Linked DNA regions of Mus musculus: regions 2 and 3 are each linked to region 1. Evidence: chromatin contacts called from public HiChIP or PLAC-seq data. All regions are on one chromosome and are shown on one strand. The core of a region is the stretch at or near the end of the contact, and the rest is flanking DNA. Distances in the headings are between cores, read along the strand shown. Region 1 holds the start of Mrps18a (mitochondrial ribosomal protein S18A). Region 2 has its middle 31 kb from the start of Gm36122. Region 3 holds the start of 4930542M03Rik (RIKEN cDNA 4930542M03 gene).

Region 1 (4,886 bases), core at 1,447-3,946:
CTGCCTCTGCTTCCCAAATGTCAGGATTAAAGGTATGTATCACCTCAGCAGTGGTGGCAAATGCCTTTAAACACCAGTGGTCAAGGCAGAGGCAGGCAGATCTCAGAGTCTGAGGTCAGACTGGCCTACAGAGTGAGTTCCAGTATAGCCAGAGCTACACAGAGAAACCCTGTCTTGAAAAATCAAACCCCACCATATCCCGACCCTAGTGTGTGTGTATGTGTGTGTGTGTGACCCAGATGGTCCTTTGTCGTGTTGTCATGTGTGTTGTAAGACATTTAATGGTATTCCTATCCACTTACCAGGTACTGCTACTACCAGTTCTGACAACCAAAAAATGTTTCTAGACACTGCCAAATGTTTTAGGAGTGAGAGTGGGGAATAGAGGTCCACCCCTGACTGAGAAACAGTACCCTAGACTGAAAGTTTATAAAAACAACACTGGTACTTGGTCCTCATGAAGTCTCTTTGCTTCTCAATTCCAAGTCTCATGAATTCTTACTAGAGTTATATAGTTTTATCTTTGAAAAACAAGAGGCATGAATATTTTCAGCAAGAGACTCAGCTTGTTTTCCACAACTGCGAATGTTATATGTACAATACTATTTGAGTGACAAACATCCTCACTAGAGCAACACAAATCAGCTGTATATATGCCTTTCCTAAAGGGAGGGTGCTTCAAGGTTCACTTATCCAAAAGAATATAAAACACGACAGCGCTTTCATGTAAAGGCATATCTTCAATTCAATTCACTTCACTTCAGTATTTAGCCTTTGGTCCAGGCTCTCTAAACAGTGGCTGACAGAGTGGAGAGCTGCAATCAGGTATTTGTAGAGGATGACTCTAAAGACTGATTAGATGGTTCATCAGTCCACAAACTCTTCAGTTAAGAAGCCCTTACTCAGGAGGAAGAAGTAGGTGGATCTTTGTGAGTTTAAGGCCAGCTTGATCTACATAGCAAGTTCTAGGTCAGTTTGGTGAGACCTTGCCTCAAAAAACAAAACAAAAGAAGCTTTATGCTGCATTTCATAAGGGATATGCAATTTGGAGCTGTTAGTATCTGACAGGTCAGTTACCCTCAAAAACATTATGAGCTTAAGCCCCATGTTGCAGCCTGGGGACAGTTGAAACACTGTATCCGAGTCCACTCTGCCATCCACAAGATCTCACTGGTGACCTTCTTGATGAGTTAATCTGACACACACACACACACACACACACACACACAAATGCCCCCTTAATTATCTCTTGATTCCCCTGAACTGAATCCCTTATTGGCCACTCTTTCTTCTTTTTTCCTTCTTCTTCTTCCTCCTCATCCTTCTTCCTTCTTTCTCCTTCTCCTTCTTCTATCTTCAAGACAGGTTATCTCTATGTAGCCCTAACTGTCCTAGAACTCTCCTAGAACTCGCTCTGTAGGCCAGGCTGGCCTTGAACTTAATCTGCCTGCCTCTGTCTCCTGGGATTAAAGGGGTGCTACCACTGCCCAGTTTATCTATCTGCCATTCTTTTTTTTTTTTTTTTTTTTTTTTGGTTTTTCGAGACAAGGTTTCTCTGTATAGCCCTGGTTGTCAACTCACTCTGTAGACCAGGCTGGCCTCAAACTCAGAAATCTGCCTGCCTCTGCCTCCCGAGTGCTGGGATTAAAGTTGTGAGCCACCACGCCCAACTTATTTCTCAGTTTTAACTAATATTCCCTGGTTGGCCAATTTTAAAGACAAGTCCCTTCCCGCATCATTTCTTTATCTACATCACTTATCCTTTCCTGCTTCTCACAGAATACAGAAAAGACTATATCCAGAAAGACCTTTTCACTCTGCCAAACTCCATCCTTTTACGAGCCTGTTCAAGAGCATCCTCTTTATGAAAATTTCAAACTGACTTTGCTATTTCTGGTTACAGAATCTTACTGTACTTTTTCATGCAAACGGATAACTTCCGTTTATTGGTGGGGATGTATACATAGCTCGTTAGAACCCAAGGAAGCCGTGCTTTTTCCCTTTACAGTCCTTTTACAGCTAGACTCACAGCGTTTGACCTTCAGTAAGGTCTCAGATGATGCTAGAATCTGGTTACCTTTCCAGATTTAATATTAATGAAATGCAGACCTAACATTTAGCAAGTCTTAGTTGTTCAACTGCCATTGCACTTTGGCTGCTATCTTACAAGTCCGTAGCTTAGGCAGAGAAAGTGACCATTTAATCACACATTTTTCAGAGAAGAATTGATAAGGTGGGCTTGGCGGCATGCTTTAACCAAGGAGGAGGCGATTTGGAAAATGATGGGAGAATTAACACTCAGCCTTTATAGCTTTTCTGAACTCTGAGACATTCTTCTCTTTGATCTTTAAACGACCAGGTCTTTCTCTCAGTTCTCCTTGACTTTCGGAAGACACTGAGAACCGGGAGGTGAAGCCACCCCGCCAGCGTCTGTAAAGCCTTTAAGCGGCCCGCGGGGGATCGCACCTCCCGGGTCTCAGAGTCGCTGAGAGGGAGGGGCACATCGCGGCTGGCTGAAGTGTCACGACGCTCTCCTCAAGTCCCGGGGGTCGCTGGGTCCTGGGACTCACCTTCTCTCAACCCGCGAGCTGGAAGCCATAACCAGCCAGTGGCAGCGGGGCCTGCCAGGAACGCTTGGAGCTGCCGCCCGCAGCCTGACACCAGAGCCCTGAGGGCCGCCATCTTGGAACGCACCTGACCGCGTGTGCACTTCCGCTTCCGGAGCAGGGGTGTGCGCAGCCGCTGTGCGGCGGGAGGGTTTCTCGTGGTCACCGATCCCTTCTGTTTCTGTCACCTCCTCTGTCTGTAAATTACACGCCACCCGGTTTCCTTAGTTTTTCTTCCTGCTGGGCAGCTTTTGTGACTGAGGCTAGACCTGTCAGGACAGATTGGGATGGTAAGGACTCTGGCCCTCAGCATCAGAGGTGGAATACAGTTGACCACCCCTCCCACCTGCCGATCTTTGTTGCTAATACACACTTTCTTTTCTTTTCTAAAAGATTTATTTATTTAGTTAGTTAGCTAGTTATTTAATGTATATGAGTACACTGTAGCTGTACAGATGGTTGTGAGCCATCATTGCTTGCTCTCCTGCCCAAAGATATTATTATATCTAATTACACTGTAGCTGTCTTCAGACACCCCAGAAGAGGGCGTCAGATCTCATTACAGATGGTTGTGAGCCACCATGTGGTTGCTGGGATTTGAACTCAGGACCTTCGGAAGAGTGGTTGGTGCTCTTAACCGCTGAGCCATCTCTCCAGCCCCTTATACACACTTTCAATCTTTGTGTTTATATACACTTCCCTGATTTCTTGCAGGGTTTGGAATTATAGAATGCTTTGGTCAGGAGACAGGATTCCTACAAATGACTTTGGTCAGTCCGCCAGTGCAGAGAGGAATGCGAAGCTGGGCCACCCTAGTCACCCTTGTGGCTGCATCCTGGGAAGCCCAGGGCATCCCTAGTTCTTTATGAATGGAAACAACACCGCTCCCCCCTCCCCCCCTATAAAGAGTCACTGCCAGCGTTTCCCACATTGGCACCTCTTTTGTCCTTCACTGTTTTGGAATGAACAGACCTCTCTGCGGAGAAAAGGCTTTAGCCTCTTTTTCGGTCTTCTGTCTCCCTACACTGCCTAAGAGATCTAACATTTGGTGTCAAAGCCCGGGTTGCTGCACCACCATTATGCTAGGTTATTTAAAGGCAGCTGTAGAGAGACAGAAAGAGAGGCTCAGTTTGTCCTTAGCAGGGACAATGCTTATTCTCAGCAAGGGAAGATGGGCAACAGCCCCTTACAGGAGTAGAAATGACTTCGTAGTCTGAAAGGGAAGCTGAGAGATGTGGCCTTTCAGCTGGAAACAATCAGTTAGCCCATGCATCATAAAAGGGAGCTCACTCAGTTGGGGGTGATGTAGTGGATTCTGACCCATTAAGTTCTTCCCATGGATGTACACCTTGTGTGAGCATCCATGGGCGGTCATGCCTGATCTCTCCCCCTACAGAGACCCTGACGAGACATAGAAGAAAGAGCACGCAGCCAATGAAAAGGCTGTGGAAAGGAGGAACTGAAGGATGTATGGGTCACCCTGGCTCCTGGGTTCACTGCTGCTCCACCAGAGGTGGCAGACTGAGGGGTGTGCATGTCCTCCTTGTGCCTGTCCAGCAGTTTCCTACTGAAGGCTGGAGAGCCCGGCCAGCACTGGGTTCCCACTGCTCAGGCCACTGAATGGGCTGGAACTGAACTGAGTGTTTCTGGGCTGTTCTGCTTAAATCAAATGGCAAGAAGCTAGAGGAAAAAGACAGTTTCTAAAACGAACGAACGAATGAATGAATGAATGAAGAAAATGGTAAATGATATTTTCAAAACCAGCTTTCATTTTCTATAAAGACAGGTTAAAAGAAAACAGGTAACCTGGTCATAGTAGAAAAAAAATGAAGGAAAAAGGAATAAATACAACAGAGAATCCTGAGGTGAGCACCAATTATCTTGAACAAGGAAATCACCACGGTTCATGTTTATTCATTCATTCATGCTCTTTGTTGTGAGCCATCTTGTTTTTCTGAGCCTGTTTATTATTAGCTCCTACATGACAAAACAATTTTGTGCCACCATATTTTGCTCAAGAGGTTCTAACTAACTAACTAGCTAGCTAGCTAGCTAGCTAGCTACAGGGTTTTACTGGCCGTCCTAAAACTTGCTATATAGACCAGGCTAGCCTCCCAAAGGCTGAGATTAAAAGTGTGCATGTGTCTTCAAAAATTTCTTTAAACACACACACACAACCTATTTTTAAAATTAAAGAATTAAGCATGTAAGTAAAGTACACCAATCTTCAGTGGACAGCTTGATGAATTTCCATAGAATAAGTCTATTTTCCATGCTAAC
Region 2 (4,451 bases), core at 1,249-3,748, 130 kb after region 1:
GTGTGCATGTATGTACATGTGTATGTGTGCATGTGCATGTGTGTGTTTGTATATGCATGTATGTGTGTGCATGTACATACATGTATATGTGAGTGTGTTTGTATATGCATGTATGCATGTGTGTGTGTACACATGCATGTGTGAGTATGGTAGTTGTTTTGCTGCTGTTTTTTGAGTCAGGGTCTTATGTAGCCCAGGTTGGTCTTGAACTTACTAAGTTCCTAAGGGTGACCTTAAACTACTACTTCTGTTTCCTTCTCCTCCTATGCATTGAGATTACAGGTATGCACTACCATGCCTGGCTGGTACTTCTATTATTTTTTAAATTAAATTCATGCATGTGAGTGTTTGGCCTGGATGTATATTTGTACACTATGTATGTGCCACAAAAGAGCATGACATCTCTGAAACTGGAGTTACAAACTGTTGGGACCCTCCCTGTGGGTGCTGGGAATTGAACCTGGGTCCTTAACCAGTCCTCTTAACTGATGAGCCATCTCTTCAGCTAGAACTTTGATTCTTGAAGGTGAGATTCCCAGAGACTAAAACTAAACCCAGATGCCAAGAGGGAGGAGTCTCATGGCTGGGGCTCTCTGTGTGTGTCCCTCTTTCTGTCCACAGGTAGCAAGGGGACATGGCTGGGGCCCTCTGTGTATGTCCCTCTTTCTGTCCACAGGTAGCAAGGGGACATGGCTGGGGATCTCTGTGTATGTCCTTCTTTCTGACCATAGGTAGCAAGGAGACATGGCTGGGGCTCTCTGTGTATGTCCCTCTTTCTGACCACAGGTAGCAAGGGGGCATGGATGCTGCCCTCTCTGCACAGTGGGGTGGCATGTGAACTCCTCTTGAGAAGGTAGGGAAAGCAGGTGGAGCACAGTGGGGTCAACTGGCCAAGCGATTCTGCCAGGAAACCTAGAATGCGACAAACCTATCTCTTGACCCATAATAGTCAGAGGGAGGGAAACTGTTGGTTTGTCCCCTGAGCCACCACCTATGGAATAAGTGTTGGGTCAATGTCTCTAGCCATGCAAACAGACTCCAAGATGTGTTTTGATTTTTTTTTATAGCCCTTAGTGCACCTCAATTGCATGCTAATCCTCCTACCTCAGACTTTGAAGTGCTCTGCTCAGCTTGGAGATGGTTTGCACATGACCTCCCATGATAATTGAAACATATTTGGTCTCAAGTAACAGAGGGCTCAGCAGTCAGTGACTTGAGTTGTAAAGACATGTGTCAGGGCTGGAGAGATGGCCCAGCGGTTAAGAGCACTGACTGTTCTTCTTAAGGTCCTGAGTTCAAATCCCAGTAACCACATGGTGGCTCACAACCATCTGTAATGAGATCTGATGCCCTCTTCTGGAGTGTCTGAAGACAGCTACAGTGTACTTATTTATAATAATAAATAACCTTTGGGCCGGAGCGAGCTGGGTTGACCGGAGCGAGCAGAGATCCTAAATTCAATTCCCAACAACCACATGAAGGCTCACATCCTTGAGTACAGCTACAGTGTACTCATACATAAAATAAATAAAATAAATCTTTTTTTAAAGACATGTGTCACACAGTTCACACAACAGAAGTCTGGAGGCATGTGAATCAAGATTCTATGGAACAGTAGCATTGATGGTATCATCTGAACTCAGGCTTTCTGGATTGGTGAACTCTTGGTAGCTAAGATTAGAACTGCTCTCCAAGATTCTGAGTTCAGTTCCCAGCACCCATACCAAGCAACTACCTGGAACTGCGTTTTCAGGGAACCAACATCTTCTGGACTCCACAGACACCGGCACACACATGTGTCAACCCAAGCACGGCTCTTATAACTATTATAAATCTTCCTTTATTTCCCCTTTCTGCCCCACCATATTAACTCCCAATCTGTAGATTGTTGCCTAGTGGTCTTAAGATGGCTGCCTTGGTCCCGTCTACAGTTTTACTCAAGACAGGAAGGGAGAAAGCCAAGGGGAAAGTGGATTGTATCATTTATCAGGAAAGAAAAGCATTTCTCAGAAGCCCTTTTTGAAAAGTGCCTTCACAGTCCAAACCACACAATGGACTCCACCCCTCCACGGCTGGAACCCATTTAGAACAATACAGAGTGAAACACCAATGGTTGGCTGGGTGTGGTGATGTATGCTTGCTATTCCAGAGCTCAGGTGAATCAGGAGTTCAAGGCCAGCCTGACAGTTTAAAGGCTTTTGCCAGAGCAGAGACCGGGAAGACCAGTAGGCAGGAATGGATGCGCTTGAGTGTTTAAAAGAGTTCCCCCTGAACCTGGGTGCATTGCCAGCTGGACAGGTAGGGATTCTGGTGGCATAGAGAAAGGGGCAGGGGAAAAAAATGACTGCTGGGCAGAATGAATGATGTTTGCCCTGTGTATGGTAAGAGCAACGGAAGCCAGGACTCAAAGAAAAACCAGGAGAATGACGTCAGCCTGCCTGGGGCTGGGGCTCAGAGAAAGTTTCTTGGAAAAGATGACCCCGCCCCCACACATACACCTCCAAGTAAGGTCCTAAACACTCTTAGCCAGCCCAGTTGATGGACGGCAGGATCAAAGCAGAGAGCTGTGCAATAGCATAGTGGAAACACAATTAGATCCTGAGCTAACGGGGAATACAGAGACAGAGGTCCATGTGGGGTAGCTAAGAGGCACCAGGCGAACAGCTGACAGAAGCTAGTTTTGAGGCAGTATCTTACACAGTCCGGGTTGGCTTCAAGCTCTTAGGCTGGCCTTGAACTCCTGATCCTTCTGATTCTCCAGAACACTGAAATTGCGAGCATACATCACCACACCCAGCCACCTATTTCACTTTTACTCTGTATTGTTCTAAATGGGTTCCAGCCCTGTTGGGGTGGAGTTCCCTGTACATTTTAGACAGCTGGCTTCAAGCTGGAGGGGTAAGCTGTGAGGGATGCAGCGAGGGAGGGTATCCAGTCAACGGCTCCCTTTGCTCTCCACATGGGAGCTGCTCAGGGTTGGGAGAAGGATTTTCCAAAGTCAGGCTGCTGATGTTTCGTTGACAAGATAGGCAGGATCCCAAGGCACGGATCTCTGGGAGGGAGAGATGTCTCCAGAGGGCTGGGATACTCTAAAAAATGTATGTTAGACTGTGCAATCACATACAGTTTTTTGTGTCCTGGGAATGAAGGAAGAAAAAAAGGGGCCAAAGTAGTCCAGGGACCGCAGACAATTCTCAGCCAGACTCTGAAGACTTGAACAGACTGTGCCGGCTAGTTTTATGTCAAGTTGACATAAACTGGAGTCATCTGAGAGGAAGGAACCTCAACTGAGAAAATGCCTCCATCAGATCAGGCTGTGGGCAAACGTGTAGAATATTTTCTTAGTGAGAGCCCAGCCCACTGTGGGTGGTGCCACCACTCCTGGGCTGGTGGTCCTGGGTTCTATAAGAAAGCAGGCTGAAGAAGCCTTAAGGAGCTAGTCAGTGAAGAGCACTCCTTTGTGGCTCCTGCACCAGCTCCCGTCTCCAGGTTCCTGCCCTGTTGAGTTTCTATCCTGACTTCCTTTAATGATAAACAGTCTTATGGAAGTGTGAGCCAAATAACCCCTTTCCTCCCTCAAGTTGCTTTGGTCATGGTGTTTTATCACAGCCACAGTAACCCTGACAGGAATACATGAGATATTCATGTACAAAGGAAACTCATGGGCAGGACTTCCTGAAGAATCTGGGAGCACATCTGGGAGCACCGCAGAGCAGAAAAGAAGACGGGATTGATAATCTTAAGACAAGGGGCTGGAATGTGCAGTCCTGGGCAAGGGGTCTTACAGAGTAGGATTGGAGTGGCTGGGAGCAGACAGGAAGGGAGGGGACACTGGGAGCCAGCACAGAGGCACTCCATAGTGTCAGGCCAAATCAGGAATAAGAGCATTGGGAAATAGGCAACTGATGTCCACAGAACACTACCCACAAAGTACAAAAGGCATATCGGGGAGTCGCCATGTTGCTCACCGTCCCTCTCCTTACTCCTCAGAGGCAGCCTGCTTCTGCTTTGTTAGCTTGCTTGCGTCGGGGTCTTGCTATGTTGCCCAGGCTCAGTTTGAACTGGAACTGCTCCTCGGTCTGCTTCTCAAGTGCTGGGATTATATTGTGTGTACATACCTGTGCACTCGTGTCTGCATGTGCGCTCGCGTGTGTGTGCAACCAGGGGAAGATAATGTCAGGGTCTAGTTACACAACCCAGGCTAGCCTGGAAGTTAGGCTCTCCCAGCCTTAGCAGCCTGCCACACCCCCAGGTGCTGTGATTACAGGCAAGGGCCACCATGCCTGGCCTTACTCATCTTTGAAAAAGAAAAAAAAAAAAAACCCAAAAGAAACGGTGGCACATCTTATGTCTGTCTTGTCTTCTCCTGTGTGTCTTCGAGGTTCTTACCTAGAAATGGGGTGTTGTGCCACCCCAGCTTTAATGCCTGGGGGGTGGGGCACTGTGGCATG
Region 3 (4,600 bases), core at 1,891-4,390, 230 kb after region 1:
AGTCAGGTAGCCTGAGAGGGGACCTGGGGCTGGCACACCAGTCCCCACAGGTTAATGTTTGACCCGGAGCCATGTATTTTTCCACTGGGTATTTTTATCCTCTGTGCCTGACAGTGGGCAGCTGGGTGCTGTCCTCTGTGGGCATGAAGGAGGGGAGCAATCACTGGGGTGGCTTTGGGAGGGGTAAGACTGCAGGGAGGGGGGGGGGAGGGCTAGAGGAGAGAGGCACATGTCCCCATGGCTTTTCTCATCAATGGGACCAAATACAAAAAGCAGTGTATGGGAAGAAAGGTTCGTGTTTTGGTTTGTTTGTTTTGTTTTTCCCCCTTCGTGGTTTGATGGGGCGGAGTCTATCCTAAGGGGGCGTGGCTGAAGTCAAGGCAGCAGGAACAAGTCACCAGGTTCCTCAAGTCTAGGCAGACTAAGAAGTGGAGGGAAGAACATGCTGAGGCTCAGTTTGATTTTTCCTTTGTCCTTTTATTTCAATCCAAGGGTCCCAGCCCACCTGATGGTGCCACCCACTTTCAGGAAGGGTCTTCTACCTCACGTGAACCTCCCTGGGAACAGCCTCACAGACACCTAGGTGATTCCACATCTAGTCAAGTGGACAATGAAAAGGAGCCTTTGAATGCCCACGCCCTGTCCATTGACATCCAAATACTCATCTCATGTGTGAGCGGTATATGATGTGTGTGTGTGTGTGTGTGTGTGTGTGTGTGTGTGGTGTGTGAGCAGTGTATGGTGTGTGTGTATGTGTGTGTGTGTGCGAGTGGTGTGTGAGCAGTGTATGGTGTGTGTGTGTGTGTGTGTATGTGTGTGTGAGTGGTGTGTGAGCAGTGTATGGTGTGTGTGTGTGTGTGTGTGTGTGTGTGTGTGTGTGTAGGCACGCAAACATACGGTGGTTTTTAAGAACAACCACATGGAAAAGAAACAAATGGAAGAGCCCAGAGACAAGCTGGCTTTTGATCACAGCCCCAGCCCTGGGCCTGCCCTGGGACTACCCCATCCCTAGTTGAGTAAGGACTGGCAGAGATGCAGGGAAGAGGATAACTTGGTGTCCCTGACCCAGCTTCTCAGGAGAGTCAGGATGTTCCTCTAAGATGCTAACAGCACAGACAGAAATTGTTCTTTTCTATGGCTGGAGCTGGTGATGGTGGTGACAACGGTTCCAGTCTTGCTCCTGGGCCAGTGTGGCAGGGAGAACACAGCTTGCTCCCAGGGAACCACCATCTAAGGGAAAGGGGGATGAGGTCTCATGAAGAGAGTTCTGTGTCCAAAACGAAACTATACATACTGGGTGCTTCTAGTTCTGGGTCCTCCTAGTTCTGGGTCCTCCCTCCTAGCTCTGGATCCTCCTAGATCTGGGTGCTCCCTCCTAGCTCTGGATCCTCCTAGCTCTGGATCCTCCTAGCTCTGGGTGCTCCCTCTTAGCTCTGGTCCTCCTAGCTCTGGGTGCTCCCTCCTAGCTCTGATCCTCCTAGCTCTGGGTGCTCCCTCTTAGCTCTGGTCCTCCTAGCTCTGGGTGCTCCCTCCTAGCTCTGATCCTCCTAGCTCTGGGTGCTTCCTCCTAGCTCTGGTCCTTCTAGCTCTGGCGTCCAGCCCTCTCTGGTTTGGTTTCTTCCTCACAGAAAGGTCTGGCCTGAGCTGACTGACTGCTGGGCTGTGCACAGCCTAGTATCCAGAGTCATTCCCACACACAATGAGAGTCCAAGGGCGGGAAGGCCTCAAAAGCTACTCAGCCAGGATCAGCTGGTGCCAGGTGTCAGCCAGAGCAAAGACAGCTTCCTTCCTGTCCCTTCCAAAAGTTCTAGAGATGGGCCTGTAATCTCAAGTGCAACAGTGTGGTATCTTTTCATCAATGTCAACCTGACTGACATTAGAATTACCCAGCGGTGTGTCTGTGTGGGAGTATCTGGGCCAAATTAGTTGCCGTAGAAAGTCCCACCCTGTGCTCAGCACCATCCGTGGACCTTGGTCCTAGACTGAATAGAAACCAAAGGAGAGGGACGTCTGAGTACCAGCATCTCTCTCTCTCTCTCTCTCTCTCTCTCTCTCTCTCTCTCTCTCTCTCTCTCTGCTTCCTAACTGTTGCTGCAATGTGGACCAGCCACCTCATGTTTCTGGCCTCCCTGCCAAGATGGATCATATCCTCCAATAGGAGACAGGGAGATGGTTTGATAGGTCAAACCTGAGGTCAGTCCCCAGAACCCATATCAAAAGCCAGCTGAGGGGCATGCATCTGTAACCCTGGCACTCTCAGAGCGGGATGGGAGACACAGGAACCGTCCAGAAGTTCAGCGGCCAGTTAGCCTGCGGTACACAGGATGGCAGAACCAATGAGAGACAGCGTCTCCATACAGAGAGAAGGAGAGAACTGACTCCCAAGTTGTCCCCTGGCCTCTTTACAGTGTATGCACTATGGTACATCAGCCTGCCTGCACAGGCTGTGGTATGTGGGAGCTTACACACACACACACACACACACACACACACACACACACACACACACACTAAATAATAAGAAAATGATGAGCAGAAATAAGCCCTTCCTTTCTTAAGCTGTTTCCGTTAGGTACTTTGTCACAGGAGTGAGGTAAGCAGTTAATATGGTGGAGGGTGGGGTGGGGGGCAGTGGATCCCAGGGTCAACCTACTTCCCAGCTGAGTAGGTACAGGTGATCTCCACCTACCCCAGACCCAGAACTGGATGGTTGGGTAGGCTGGCCTGAAGCTGGGCTTTTTCAAAAGCTGAAATTCTGCTGTGGAAGCCAGGGACTTTGTGGGACTGGGAAAAGGTTCCCCGGGCAAGGACACAGGGCCCTGTCAGAACAGAGTTGACCTCTGTCCCAAGGTGCTCTACAGTAGAGTGTAGTGTAGACCAAGCAGAAGCAGGAAGACCCTATCTGAACCTGTTAACCAGGTGGCCACATGTCTAGCTGACAGTCAGTCATCTCGTCTGGCTTTACCACCCACTGTACTTAGTCATCCCAAATCCAGTTAAGAAATATACTGTGTGCCCTTGGCTCTGGTTGGTGTCTTGTTGCTCCTGGCTACAGACGCGGGAATCTCCAACAGTAGGCCAGGAGATTCTAGAACAGTGGTTCTCAACCTATGGGTCGGGACCCCATTGGGGTTGCATATCAGATATCCTGTAGATCAGAGATTTACGGTGTGATTCATAACAGTGGCTAAATGTCAGCTATGAAGTAGCAATGAAAAATGTTAAGGTTGGGGGTCACCGCACGTGAGGAACTGTATTAAAGAGTCGCAGCATTAGGAAGGTTGAGAACCGCTGTTCTACAAAGAGACACAATTTATAGAGGCTCCTTAACCCTACCTTGTCCTATGAGAACCCAGAAGGCAGTGAGCCAGGATGAAGGTAAGGATTTTGGGGACTCTCAGAGGATCCTATTCTTTGGGAGGAATTTGAGGTTTTGCCTCTGGAGACACTGAGGAGTCCTAGAGTTGGGAAACCTCCACCCCGTGGCTCAAGCTTTTGCTGTGCAAGAAGCAAAGGTTACAAGCTTGCACCAATTCTCTGAAATGGAGGAACTGTTTTCTCATTTGGTTGTCAGAAAGGGGAATTCCGAAGACTAGCTTTGGGCCCTGGCTTTGCATCCAGCCCAACCATTTCTTAGAAGCCGGTTGCTTTCTGGTAGTACCCTCCCACCTCCAGCTATTGGCCCGTTGTTTTCTGGTCATACCTCCCACCTCCAGCTATTGGCCCGTTGTTTTCTGGTCATACCTCCCACCTCCAGCTATTGGACCGAGCCTGGCAGATAGATGGATCTATGGAAACTTAGTGTTCAGAAAAGACACAGACTTTAACAACTCCCTGTTTGGAGTTGGAGAACTGGAATGAAGAAAGGTCACACCCCACCATCAGATAGATGCTCACCAAACCTCCTCTCTGTGCAGTACCCTGGCTGCCTCTCCCGGGAGCATTCTGTATGACCAGATGAGGCAGTTATCTTTATCCTCATGGTCCTCATGTTCCCCTTGTCCCTGAGCAGTGGAAACGGCTCTTTTTTCTTGAGCTGTGGCTCAGGAGATATTCAGAATGGTGCAGACAAACCTGTTATCCAGAGGCACTGATTTATATTCTCAGCTATTCCAGAGGCGGGGGCAGGAGGATTTTGTATATGTCATAACTTTTCTCACTGTTTGTGGCTGCTAATATTACTTAAGTACTTTCTCAGTAGATGGCCTGCATCTGTACTCATGGCCCGGTCTCCACAGGACCCAGGTGACTCTTCTGAATCTCTTTGGCACATGGCTGCCATTCAGTGCCTCAGCTGCTCAAAGCACAGGGGCAAACGGCCACCATGTTGAACAGCGCAGATACTGAAGCCCTCTATTCATTGCAGGAAATTCTACTGGATTCCTTGTCCAGGACAGACATGGAGCGAAGGAGATGATCTTTCCGTCGAGAGACTAAAATAATAATGAACAATAATGATAACAGAGGCAGAGATCTACTGAGAGCTTCCCTTCAGGGCAGGCCCAGCGCCAAACTCATAATCCTTACCCAATCCTGGGCTCAAGGAGGTTACTCAGGGTCACTGGAGCTAGCAAATGACTCTAGTTTTTTGTGACCTCTG

The links. HiChIP or PLAC-seq counts read pairs in DNA pulled down with a chosen protein or histone mark.
Region 2: a contact with region 1 is called in an H3K27ac HiChIP or PLAC-seq map of embryonic stem cells, with 6 read pairs. The contact joins the enhancer-like site here to the promoter of Mrps18a in region 1. A contact is called at or near these places in 2 of 39 promoter capture datasets (the HPC-7 cell line and pre-B cells), 2 of 115 datasets of contacts at active chromatin or transcription factors (embryonic stem cells and pancreatic cancer cells) and 2 of 9 other capture datasets (adipose tissue and liver).
Region 3: a contact with region 1 is called in an H3K27ac HiChIP or PLAC-seq map of cardiomyocytes, with 3 times the contacts expected there. The contact joins the promoter of 4930542M03Rik here to the promoter of Mrps18a in region 1. A contact is called at or near these places in 1 of 39 promoter capture datasets (frontonasal cranial neural crest), 3 of 484 Hi-C or Micro-C datasets (brown adipocytes, myocytes and nephron progenitors), 13 of 115 datasets of contacts at active chromatin or transcription factors (bone marrow-derived macrophages, cardiomyocytes, embryonic limb bud and 4 more) and 3 of 9 other capture datasets (embryonic stem cells, embryonic trunk and pancreatic islet).

What each region holds. Positions count from the first base shown.
Region 1 is chr17:46,108,814-46,113,699 of GRCm38.p6, reverse strand. Mrps18a (mitochondrial ribosomal protein S18A) reads right to left here and starts at 2,696. Exons shown (of 6, transcript NM_026768.3): 1 at 2,571-2,696. The coding sequence starts at 2,682.
Region 2 is chr17:45,977,253-45,981,703 of GRCm38.p6, reverse strand. No RefSeq gene overlaps it. Among named protein-coding and RNA genes, the nearest start is that of Gm36122, 31 kb to the right of the region's middle. Within about 2 kb of position 2,498, at least 8 of the 459 cell types and tissues checked have an H3K27ac peak or open chromatin away from gene starts, as enhancers often do. A contact at or near this core is called in embryonic stem cells, where this site is marked.
Region 3 is chr17:45,879,992-45,884,591 of GRCm38.p6, reverse strand. 4930542M03Rik (RIKEN cDNA 4930542M03 gene) reads left to right here and starts at 3,140. Exons shown (of 2, transcript NR_152136.1): 1 at 3,140-3,378; 2 at 4,367-4,600.